2 separate regions of the Mus musculus genome follow, and region 1 is linked to region 2. A link is a contact called in public Micro-C data. All regions are on one chromosome and are shown on one strand. Each heading gives the region's core, a stretch centred on a gene start, on an enhancer-like site or on the middle of the called end of the contact. The rest is flanking DNA. Distances are from core to core; before and after follow the strand shown.

Evidence for each region. Hi-C and Micro-C count contacts between places; a contact is called where the count stands out from the background.
Region 1: a Micro-C map of embryonic stem cells shows a contact between it and region 2, with 1.9 times the contacts expected there. The contact joins the promoter of Jhy here to the enhancer-like site in region 2. A contact is called at or near these places in 14 of 39 promoter capture datasets (the 3T3-L1 cell line, 3T3-L1-derived adipocytes, the C10 cell line and 9 more), 7 of 484 Hi-C or Micro-C datasets (cerebellar granule neurons, cerebellum, cerebral cortex and 4 more), 2 of 115 datasets of contacts at active chromatin or transcription factors (embryonic midbrain and neural tube) and 1 of 9 other capture datasets (liver).

Annotation. Positions count from the first base shown.
Region 1 is chr9:40,961,083-40,966,279 of GRCm38.p6, reverse strand. Jhy (junctional cadherin complex regulator) reads left to right here and starts at 3,246. Exons shown (of 9, transcript NM_001357360.1): 1 at 3,246-4,074; 2 at 5,068-5,197. The coding sequence starts at 5,069.
Region 2 is chr9:40,625,938-40,630,970 of GRCm38.p6, reverse strand. No RefSeq gene overlaps it. Among named protein-coding and RNA genes, the nearest start is that of Gm39319, 38 kb to the left of the region's middle. Within about 2 kb of position 2,655, at least 23 of the 459 cell types and tissues checked have an H3K27ac peak or open chromatin away from gene starts, as enhancers often do. A contact at or near this core is called in cerebral cortex, embryonic stem cells and trophoblast stem cells, where this site is marked.

The DNA of each region.
Region 1 (5,197 bases), core at 1,997-4,496, 330 kb before region 2:
TGATTTCAGGTTCATCCCTGGGCTCCTCCAGCCATAACGGCCAGAGATGCTGCCCATGGTCACTGAACCCATGAGAAGTGTCTCTCCTTCTCAACTCTCCATAATATATCTTCATATTAACTTATCTCCATTAGAACAACAAGTGCCATTTCTGACCTCCCGGTACAGCCTATCATTGGTGCTTCCTATTTCAACCTTCCTCATTCCTTTAGTTACACCAAAGAGTAAGCAGGATAGCTGTTACAGGGGGTAGGTGGGCCAAGTTCAGGGGTCCTGTGTTAAGAGGGTGGGGTGTCTCTTCCAGTAACTGCTGGATCTCAGCACTTGTGACTCCCACAAGGTCCCTGACTTGCGGAAAGAAAGCCAGAAGGAACATTCTCCAGATGATGCAGAAAGCAACTGAAGGACCTGAAGAATCGCAGCAGCGACCTGCGCTGACCAGTGTGGCTGAGAAGGTGGGCAGGTGTGAATGGTTCTCACTTGACTCCTAGGAACAGCCTGCGTGCATGCGTGCGCGCGCACACACACACACCAGAATCTGCCTTGGAGAATGAATATTTTAGCGTGGGTTTCCTCTGCATGTTTGAAGCTCCTGTAATTATAAGTTGTGCAACGGAGTGGGCAGAATAACACAAACTCCTCAGATAGCTCGTTTTAATTTTGTCAGTGGACAGGGTCTTACTGTGCATGTATAGGAAAGGTCCCCGCTGTCAAAGCAAAGGCAGAAAATCAGCTATAATAAGAACGAGTTTGAAAGGTGGTGACATTAGGTATGAGGTTGTTCTCCAATTTCCTGTCTTCTGTTATTAGTGAAGCAATGGGTCTGTAGATAGCTTGCTACTTGGAAGGTAGTTAGCTATTTAGATTTACTTATGTCTTTAATGGGACTATAATGTCCAGCATGTCCTTTCTTTGTCTTTGAAAATATTTTTGACAGTAAGGCATACTACACACTATAAATGTACGCCTTAAAGAAGTATTTAAAAAGAGCACCAGCCACTAAAGTCAAGAAATATTGTATCAAAAGCACTGTTCCCCATACCTTCTACAGCTGATCAGATCCTAATCTCCTAATCTTACATAAATTTCTAGTCTACTTGGCCTTTTTTTTTTTTAAGTTTTAGCTTTGCTGTGTGTGCATGCCTACAAACCCAGGAAATTTTTAGTAAACTCGTCTTTAATTTTTATGTTCCCACATTCTCCAGCTTGGATGCCGTATGAGATATTTTCCTCAAAGCTGTGGCAAAATGCCCGACAGTAAGAAGAGACGCTCATTTAGGCTTAAGGTTTCAGTCCATCAAGGTGAAAAAGGCATGGCCAAGTCTAAGGGACCAGCGTGGCACAAGCCCTTTACACCCTGGATCACTGGAAAGAGGAGAACTCAGCAATAGGCTCTAAGCCTCAAAGGCCAGGCCTAGCTTGGGAACCAGGTGTTCAAATCCAAGAACCCGAGTAGGACATTTCAAATTCATGCTATCAAGATGCATAAAAACACATTCTTCCTTTGGGTGAATGTCTAAAGCTGAGTCACTAGGAACTAAGGAGTGCCTGCACAGCCCAGACAATGTCAAATCCAAAGTGCTGCTAGTTCACACACCCAAGAGTCCTTCATCCTTATGTCTTTTATACACTTGGCCCTTGGAGCAGGCGTGTTTCTCTACTCTCTGTTCCTACGGGTGTTTTGGCTCTGAGGGCAGGATTTCACAGTACAGATCCTTCAGCCACTCCCTCTGAGTGCTGAGACTCCTAGGTGGCATCACCAACACATGGCCAACTTTTCGCCCTAAGATGACCGTGTGGTGAGTGTGCTCGCCTACGTGGCTTTAATTTCCCCTCTTCTGATTATTAACGAATTAAGTTCCTTTCCAATAAAGGGCAAATGCTTATTGGCCACTTGTTTTCTTCCCTCCGTCCTCTCCTTGTCTCTTTTTGCCTCCCTTCCATTCACTAACTGGCTCCTTTCTCCTACCCCAGCAGCATCACCGATGCTGGGCTCTCTCCCTGTTTTTCCTCCTCCGCAGAGTTGGGTTGGCTAGACCTGAGCATCCCGAGCCGAGCCGGGGTCTCCCGCGCCGCCGCTGAGCTGAGGAGCGCTGGGCCCGCGGCCCCGAGCGAGCGAGCGGTGTTGGCCACCGTCTCCAGGCAGCGGCGGGCGGGGCGGGAGCCGCCGGGGGAGCCGGGGCTGCGGAGGTTGCGGGGCCAGGGGCGCGGCTGCCCAGCGGTGCCGGCAGGTGACGGGCGGTTCCCGGCGGGTGGGAAGGGGCCGCGCGGGCGGGCTGTACGGAGAACTCAGGGGTGGGCGCGAGGGAGCCGGCACAGTCTGTGGTCTGGGAGGAAGGACCGCGCCCAGACAGGGCTGCGACCCCCCAGGCTGAGCAGCCCTGTCCCCAGCCCCTTGTCCCGGTCTCCAACCCACCACCTGTGGACCTTCAAACGCCCCCTGCAGCTTTCCTGACCCTTAGAAAGAGACAACGGGCGAAAACCCTGCGATCCCCATGGGGCAGCACCCCACCTGTTCCAAAAAGGGCAACTTTGGATCCACTGTTCATCCTAAATGGGCCTCCTTGTTCCCTGCCCTAGAGGATTTGACCCCAACCAGTGGCAGAGACAGAAGACCTTAGCAGGATCCAGAATTGGTGGTTTCTTAGTCCCTAGAGGACTTGCCCCATGCCTTCCTTGTTTACTAAGAAGTGGATTGGTCAGGAATCGCTAAGGCCCAACCGTTGCTTTCTTTCTTTCTTTTTTTTTTTTTTTTTTTTTTTTTTTCTTTTGGTACGGAGCATCACTAGCGAGTTAGTTACTCGTGAAATATAGCCCACTTAACTAAATTTATTCGAGTGATCAGCTCTTTTTCTATAACTCTCTTCCTCCCCCTAACCCCCTTAAGGTCAGGCCGCCACAGAAAACCCAATTTGGGGGAATATTTCGCTCTGTTCTTTCACATTCTTCACAAATTCTTCTACTCTCTCAACAACAACTACATTATTATCACTACTTTATTACTACGAAGAAATCCTGGGTTCTCATTTAAGAAAAGACAAAATGAATGATTTTAATTATTGATGAAAAACAGTTCTAAATGAACTGAGATTCCCTCCCCAACATCACCCCCTACCCCATCCCTACCTCCCCCACCCCCGCTTTGCTGGAGTTGTAGATTAAACCCCATTCATCATAAATGTGCTAGCAGTGAGCTACATCACATTCCCTGTTTTTTCAGGGTTTTTTTTTTTCAGCTTATTTTTCAAGACTCCAAGTACAGTGAGCTTTTAAATAACAAAGCTGGTGTTTATAGAGATTTAGATTTAAAATGTTTTCATGCTTGCTGCTCTCTAAAAATCATCCTGCAAAAGGAAATTGGTATTAAAATGTGGCAGAGCACAATGTGTATACTAAAGCAGAGACTGATTGCAGGCAAACTAACTGAAAATTAGGCAATGATATATTGGTCTACTAAGGGAGCTTGGAGTTCAGCAGAGACTGGCTCATGTTTGTTTAAGTATGAGCGCTACCTTTTGTCTGTCATGTTTGTAAAGGTGCTTTCATCCAAGGAGCAGACTGTGTCCTTGGAAACCCTAGCAACAAGGTCAATATAATAATAATTCAAGGAACAGGAATCAGGTCAAGGTATTTTTAATTAAAAACTGGATTTGTCAAAAGAACATGAGCCAGCCAGTCAAAACAAATTTGAGCGTAGCCTCCAGTGGTAAAGCTCTCTCTCTCACACACACACACATACACACACACACACACACACTACTGCATAAAGGCAGTGACACACACACACACACACACACACACACACACACACACACACACTACAGCATAAAGGCAGTGAGAGAGAAAATAAACCAAAAGAGAAACCCTGGGTAGCAGTGGAAGGCAATCACCTTCCAGTCCTGTGCTGATTCAGAGCACTTGTTCTGTAAACCATCTCATGGGTCACTAGAGGAGCCTTTGGCGACCCTGAGAGTTCCCTTGGAATCACACTCCTACATACTTAACAAGGGACACCTCGACTCCTAGCTGAAATGCAGACCAGCCTCCCCTACTCAAGAGTAGCACCTATTCCAGGTAGGTGACAGCCAGCCTCTGCTTTGAGTCGCTCTGAGACAGGATTCACAGACCTTTTGTTAAACAGTTTCAGTTGTTTGTTTGTTTGTTTGTTTGTTTGTTTGTTTGTTTTAGATAGGGTCTCATGCAGCCCAAACTGGCCTCCCTCCAATGCCTGGTCTTCCTCCTTCCCCCTCTGAAGTGCTTAGCTTACCAGCATTCACCAACCTTGTTTCCTGAACATTTTAAACCGTTATTGTCACATGGTTGTCGTTTAACCCTGAGCTGAGGTTGATCTCCATATAATGGCCACCTGGTTGTACACTCCTCTCTAGCAGCATCCTGGATAGCAAAAGCCTTTTCTAAATGCTGGAGCCTGCTTATATCCGTCTGGGAAAGAAACAGTCTGTATATTACAGTGACGGTGGGGAAGCCATGCTTTTCTCTCCTTTACTTTGTAAATGGTAAGCCATGAACCTGTCTGAGTGCATCTGTGGCTGCTGCTGAACAAGATGTGTACACACACACACACACACACACACACACACACACACACACACACACTTGCCCTGAGCATTTGAAATAAAGCCACCAAAAAGCACTGCTCACAATTAACTGTTTGGCTTTGTTCCGGCTTGTTTGTAAGAAGCCCTTAGAAGCTGGAAAGAGAATCGGCTTTCAAGCAGCCATTTGATTTCCTCAATAAAACCTCATTCGATTGCTCAGGCTGCTTATGAGCCCTAAATCAGATGTGTTTCTACAGAGAGAAAAACAATCATTTTTCCAATAGGCCTTCCTTGCTCATACACTCAAAAGGGTGCATTCAAAAGCCTGCAGATAATATAACAAGGTTCTCTTGCTCATTGACATTTTTGATAAACATCGCCATTATGATTTCAGTAGCAGCAGAGTAACATAAATTTTTTAAGCAATGCTTTGGAGAGCCACAATTATAAATATCAGCTAACTGCTTCTATTAACAAGAGTGTTCCTGTTCATGTTTCTATTTTTCAGGATGAATAAATATAAACCCGTTCCCAAGCTCTCTAGCCAGTCTCCCGTCCATCACACCAACTTGAGGATCCCGCCTTCGGGCAGACCCTTTAAGAAAGAAGACTTCTTAAACCTGATTTCAAAAGACTCC
Region 2 (5,033 bases), core at 1,406-3,905:
GTGAAGGCTCTGGTGTACATGTGGGTCAGAGTGCAGCATGGCTGAGATAATCCCTATGTCAGCTGGATGGATGCTGGATGGAGGAGCTGTGTTACTGTTGATGCAGTGGTTTACTGCAGAGCTGTGCAGGACACAGCATCAGGTTTGTGGTTAAGCAAAATTCACACAAAGACTTGGAGCTTGAGCATCCAGTGTGCCTGCCTTTGAGCTAGGAAGATGAGCCTGGTAGCAGTGTGTCGTTGGATAAGTTGGAGTTGGGGGTACGGCACATTCATGGGGAGAGTTGGAGTTAAATGACAGAATTGGGGACACAACACAGGTTGGAAGAGTCCTGTGAGAGGGCCTAGGGAGCAGGAAGTAGTTCTTCCACCTCCTAGCTGGGCTATGGCTGCGTAGTGACTAGTGTATCTGTCTTGCTTTCCAGATTAAGTTCCTCCCTCCCTTTCCTCCCTTCTCTCCTTTGACAGGGTTTTCCTATGTAGCCCAGCTGAGACTCTAACTTATTATCCTTCTGTCTCCTCCTTCCAAATGATGAGACTGCAGGTATGTCGCAAGGCTTAAATTATAAGTCTCTTAAAGGTAATGCCTGAATTGTATAGAGACATGTCTGTACATCGAATTAAACCATGTGTAGCATAGAACATTGGAATCTGACTTTTTTTTTCTTGTTGACTCTGGCTAATAAGAAAGGTCTGTTTATTCCCCAAGACAAGACTGCTATACATCTATTTTGTATATTGAGATTATTTTACATCTCCTGGTAATGTCCTACTTTTTATAGAATCCTCTCCTACCCACACACACCAACCGCAAACCACAGAACCCAAATGTCCACTGTCTGACTAATAAAAAGGTAACACTTTTATTTGGAGACAGAAACCTAAATGCTGTGAAATAATTTAACCAGTTCCTCAGGCCTTTTTAACATCTATTTTTCTACTTTTTAGATTCATCATTTAAAGGAGATAGAGCTTGGGGAATTCTGAGCTGTTTGTTGAAAGCTTAACACCCCCCCCCCCCCGCCCCAAACCCCAAACCACCTGCCTTTGCCATGAATACGCCTCTTTTTCGAATACAAAAATAGAAAGGACATTCTGGTCTAAATAATGCATACTGTTCTATTCTGTGAGGCAGGTCAGAACTTGAGCAGCTACTTCATCCCAAATGCCTGCTGGGCTCTGCTTGACGCAGAGGTCTCTTCAGGAGCTGCGCATTGCCCGGGACACCAGGGCAGCCTCCCGTGCGCCTCCGATCCCGATTGTGATTACCAAGCTTTCCCACAATGCTTGCCCTTTTGCTTCTTGTTGTAAAAGAGGCGCTTACGTTTGCACTTTCTCCCTCTTTATTTCAGTTGACCAGCTCCTTCACCCTGGAGCTAGAATGTCCAGCAGGAACTTTGCCACCAAGATCAAATCCAGGCGCCAAGATTCGCCAGCTCAGATAGCCTCTTGGCGCCCTTGCTTTCCTAGTGAGAAATGGAAGTGAGGATGCTTACCTCCCAGGAAGTAAGGATGTCAGGAATCCGGATACCAGGAATTATCCCTAGGAAGTGCTCTGTTTACCAACTCAGGGCAGGTTTCTTCCTTCCTTCCTTCCTTCCTTCCTTCCTTCCTTCCTTCCTTCCTTCCTTCCTTCCTTCCTTCCTTCCTTCCTTCCTTCCTTCCTTCCTTCCTTCCCTCCCTCCCTCCCTCCCTCCCTCCCTCCCTCCCTCCCTCCCTCCCTCTCTCTCTTTCTTCCTTTTTTTTTTTTTTTTTTTTCGAGGCAGGGTTTCTCTGTGTAGCCCTGGCTGTCCTGGAACTCACACTGTAGACCAGGCTGGCCTCAAACTCAGAAATCCGTCTGCCTCTGCCTCCCGAGTGCTGGGATTAAAGGAGCGCCACCACGCCCAGGACCTTTATTTCTGAATACGCCAGAGCTAAGGAGTAGATGCACGAGCCCTATACCATTGTCAACGTAACCCTACTGTCCAACAAACAGCATCAACACCTCCCGGAACACATTAGAAGTGCCACATATCAGGCTGGGCCCCAACCCTGCTACTGTAGACACTCTGTGGATGGGACACAAGCCCCGCCCCCTGTTGGTCGTGCCCCTTTCTCCACTTAGTTCCCTTTGGGGTCAGTTCCCCAACTGTATTCATATGAAAGCACAGCGTGGATCTCCGTGCAGGTGCCGGTTATAACCAGGAAAAAAAGGTGTGCGTGCCCACACATGTTTTACTGGTGTTGTCGTGATAATCCTTATTTCAGAAGCCTCTGGGTCTGGCCATGTCATTTATTCGCTCTCCCAGTTGAGCTGGCGATTTGGGAGATGGGCTTTAGGAGTTGGTAGGGACTCCTTCCTACGATTTGCTCATACCTGAGAATTGAAAATGTCCTGACTCGCAGCCTTAGAAATAACAAGCCTAGAGTCCTTCCCTGGAGGGACCTTGCCCTGGGGGTAGGGCTTTTCTGCCTTTAGGGGTGAGTTGGAAAGGCTGAGCTGGTAGTATGTCCACAGGCCTGTGAGTCAGAGGATTTTCTTGTTTATAGCAATCTTACCACCCTCTTTATTTTTGTTTGGTTAGTTATTTGCTAAGGGGCGGGACTTCCAGTAGCCCAGGCTGACCTTGGATCCTGACCTCTGCCAAGCAGCTTGCCTTCAGCTCCTAGGGCTGGGGATTGGTTAGACATCGCCCTCTTGTGGATAGCTAGTTTCACTGGCTCCAGATGGCACAGCGGCCTGCTACCGGCTTAGCACAAAAGTCCTTGGGTTGCTGACAAAATGGCTACAGGTTGCTTCTCTGGTTTTCTCCTTTCCTTGGCCCTCTCTTGCCAAGTGATTCTTCATGAACCCCGTGCTAATTTGGGGGCGACACAAGCATTTTACAAGCATTCCTCACTTGTAGCGAAGTGAACCAGGGGTGTATAGCATTTAATACAACAGTAGTATTCTGCTAATACTACTGCTAATACAAGGCAAGTCTCACCATTACGTTGTTCAAGATTATTCAGGTTAATTTTAGAAAAACATACAAATGACACCTGTCATTCACCAAGTAAATAATTTGCTCTTTATATGTCATTTTGTGGACCATTTCCCTGGGCGTTTCTACTTTGGTACTTTTTCCTATTTTTGCTTGAATTCTGCGTACATAGCTTAAGATCAAGATCCGGACAGAGCCAGGGCATGATGGTGCACATCTTGAATTCTGGCACTTGAGAGTAAGAGGCCAAGGCAGGTGAACCCCTATGAGTTCAAGGCCAGCCTGGTCTACAGAGTGAGTTCCAGTCCAGCCAGGGCTACATTGTGAGACCCTGTCTCAAAAGAATAAGAAGGAGGAGGAGGACAATAAGAAGAGGAAAGCGGGGCTGGAGAGATGGCTCAGCGGTTGAGAACACTCACTGGCTGCTCTTCCAGAGGTCCTGAGTACCATTCCTAGCAACCACAGGGTGGCTCACAACCATCTGAAATGGGATCTGATGTGTCTGAAGACAGGAGCAGTGTAGCGTAGTCATATACATACAATAAATAAATACATTTTAAAAAAGAAGAGGCAAGTGAGGGATGGGGGCTTGAGGGAGGGAAACAGTGTCAGCCCCCGCAATGCTGCAGACCTAGTCCTGGACTTGATGCCTCGAGGCATGTCGTCGTCCTTGGTAACGTGAGCCATCCATCCCCTTCATAGCTCAGCTAGGTCATTTAAATGCCGCTAACCCATGCTCCCCCTCCCCCATCCTTCCTTTTGCTTCTTTACCTTTAAGTTACACCTGCTCTTCTAATGCTCTTTCCTTTTGCTTTTAACATCCTTCTTCATTTTCCATGGAAGGAAAAGAAAGAGAAGAAAAAGAAACCCCAGTGCCTATTATTGTCTGAGCTAAGAATATGTTTTCTTGGTTCTTGGCTAGGAGTCTATAGCTCAGTGCTTTAGGGTGATATTTTACTCGACGATCAATAAAGCTTTTCCATTTCAGAATTATTAACCCTGGGTCTGCCATCGAAGTTAAAATATTTTTTCTATTCATTCCACATCCGATTCACATCTTTGTTCATCCGTTCGAGAGAGGGACAGCATTAATCACTTCAACGATATCCACAAAGGATATTTCTGTTCTTGGCTCTGGGGGGTTCGAGCCGTATTTGTAGACAGAAGGGGCTTAAGTGGGGACTGAAGGGAAATGCAAACACGATTCGCTTTAGATTTTCTGGTGAGCGTTGAGACAGGGCAGCAAGGATAGGGAGGTGGATAGCTCCATTAACTCTGTAGGGGAAGCTGCTTGGAATAGCTGCCTGTTTGCATGGGAGCTAAATAATGAGAAGGAACCAGCAGTGTGGCACCTCGGGGCAGAGCCTCTGGGCAGCAGGGTTAGCAAGGATACAAGTCCCCTGGTGAGACTCAACCTCTGCAGGAGCTGCGTATGGACAGCTGAGGCCACAGCAAGAGGAACAGAGGGAGGTAGGCTTAGAGAGTCAGGGGCTGGCAAATTCATTTCCTCGGCTTCCCTCTCTCTTTCCTCTCTCCGTTGTGGGGCTGAGGATCCATTAGGAAAGCATCTACCAAGGAGCTACATCCCTGGCTTCAGTCCTCACCCTAGCTGTGAGTAGAGGGACTCTACTCTTCTAACAAGATCTCACATAATTCAAAGGTCATGCTGGCTGCTGGATTGTAAGGAAACAGAGAAGGCAGCACCACAGTCAAGAATGAGGACTTTATTCATTTATTTATTTATCTATTTATTTATTGGATTCCCCTGGAACAGGTGCTATAGACAGCTGTGAGCTGCCATGTAGGTGTTGGAAATTGAACCCAGATCCTCTGGAAGAGCAGCCATTTTTCTTAACTGCTGAGCCATCTCTTCATCTGAGCTCCGGCTGCAGAACCATCTTGTTTGAAGCAGTCTTGCTATGTAGTCTAGGCTGGCTTTGAACTCAGTGATCTTACTGCCGCAACTTCCTCAGTGCCAGCATGTCAGCAATGCACTAAAGAAGATTTTGTGGCAATGCAGGTAACACGGGGAGGGGAACCCTGTTCCTCAGCTTTTCAACAGTGCTGG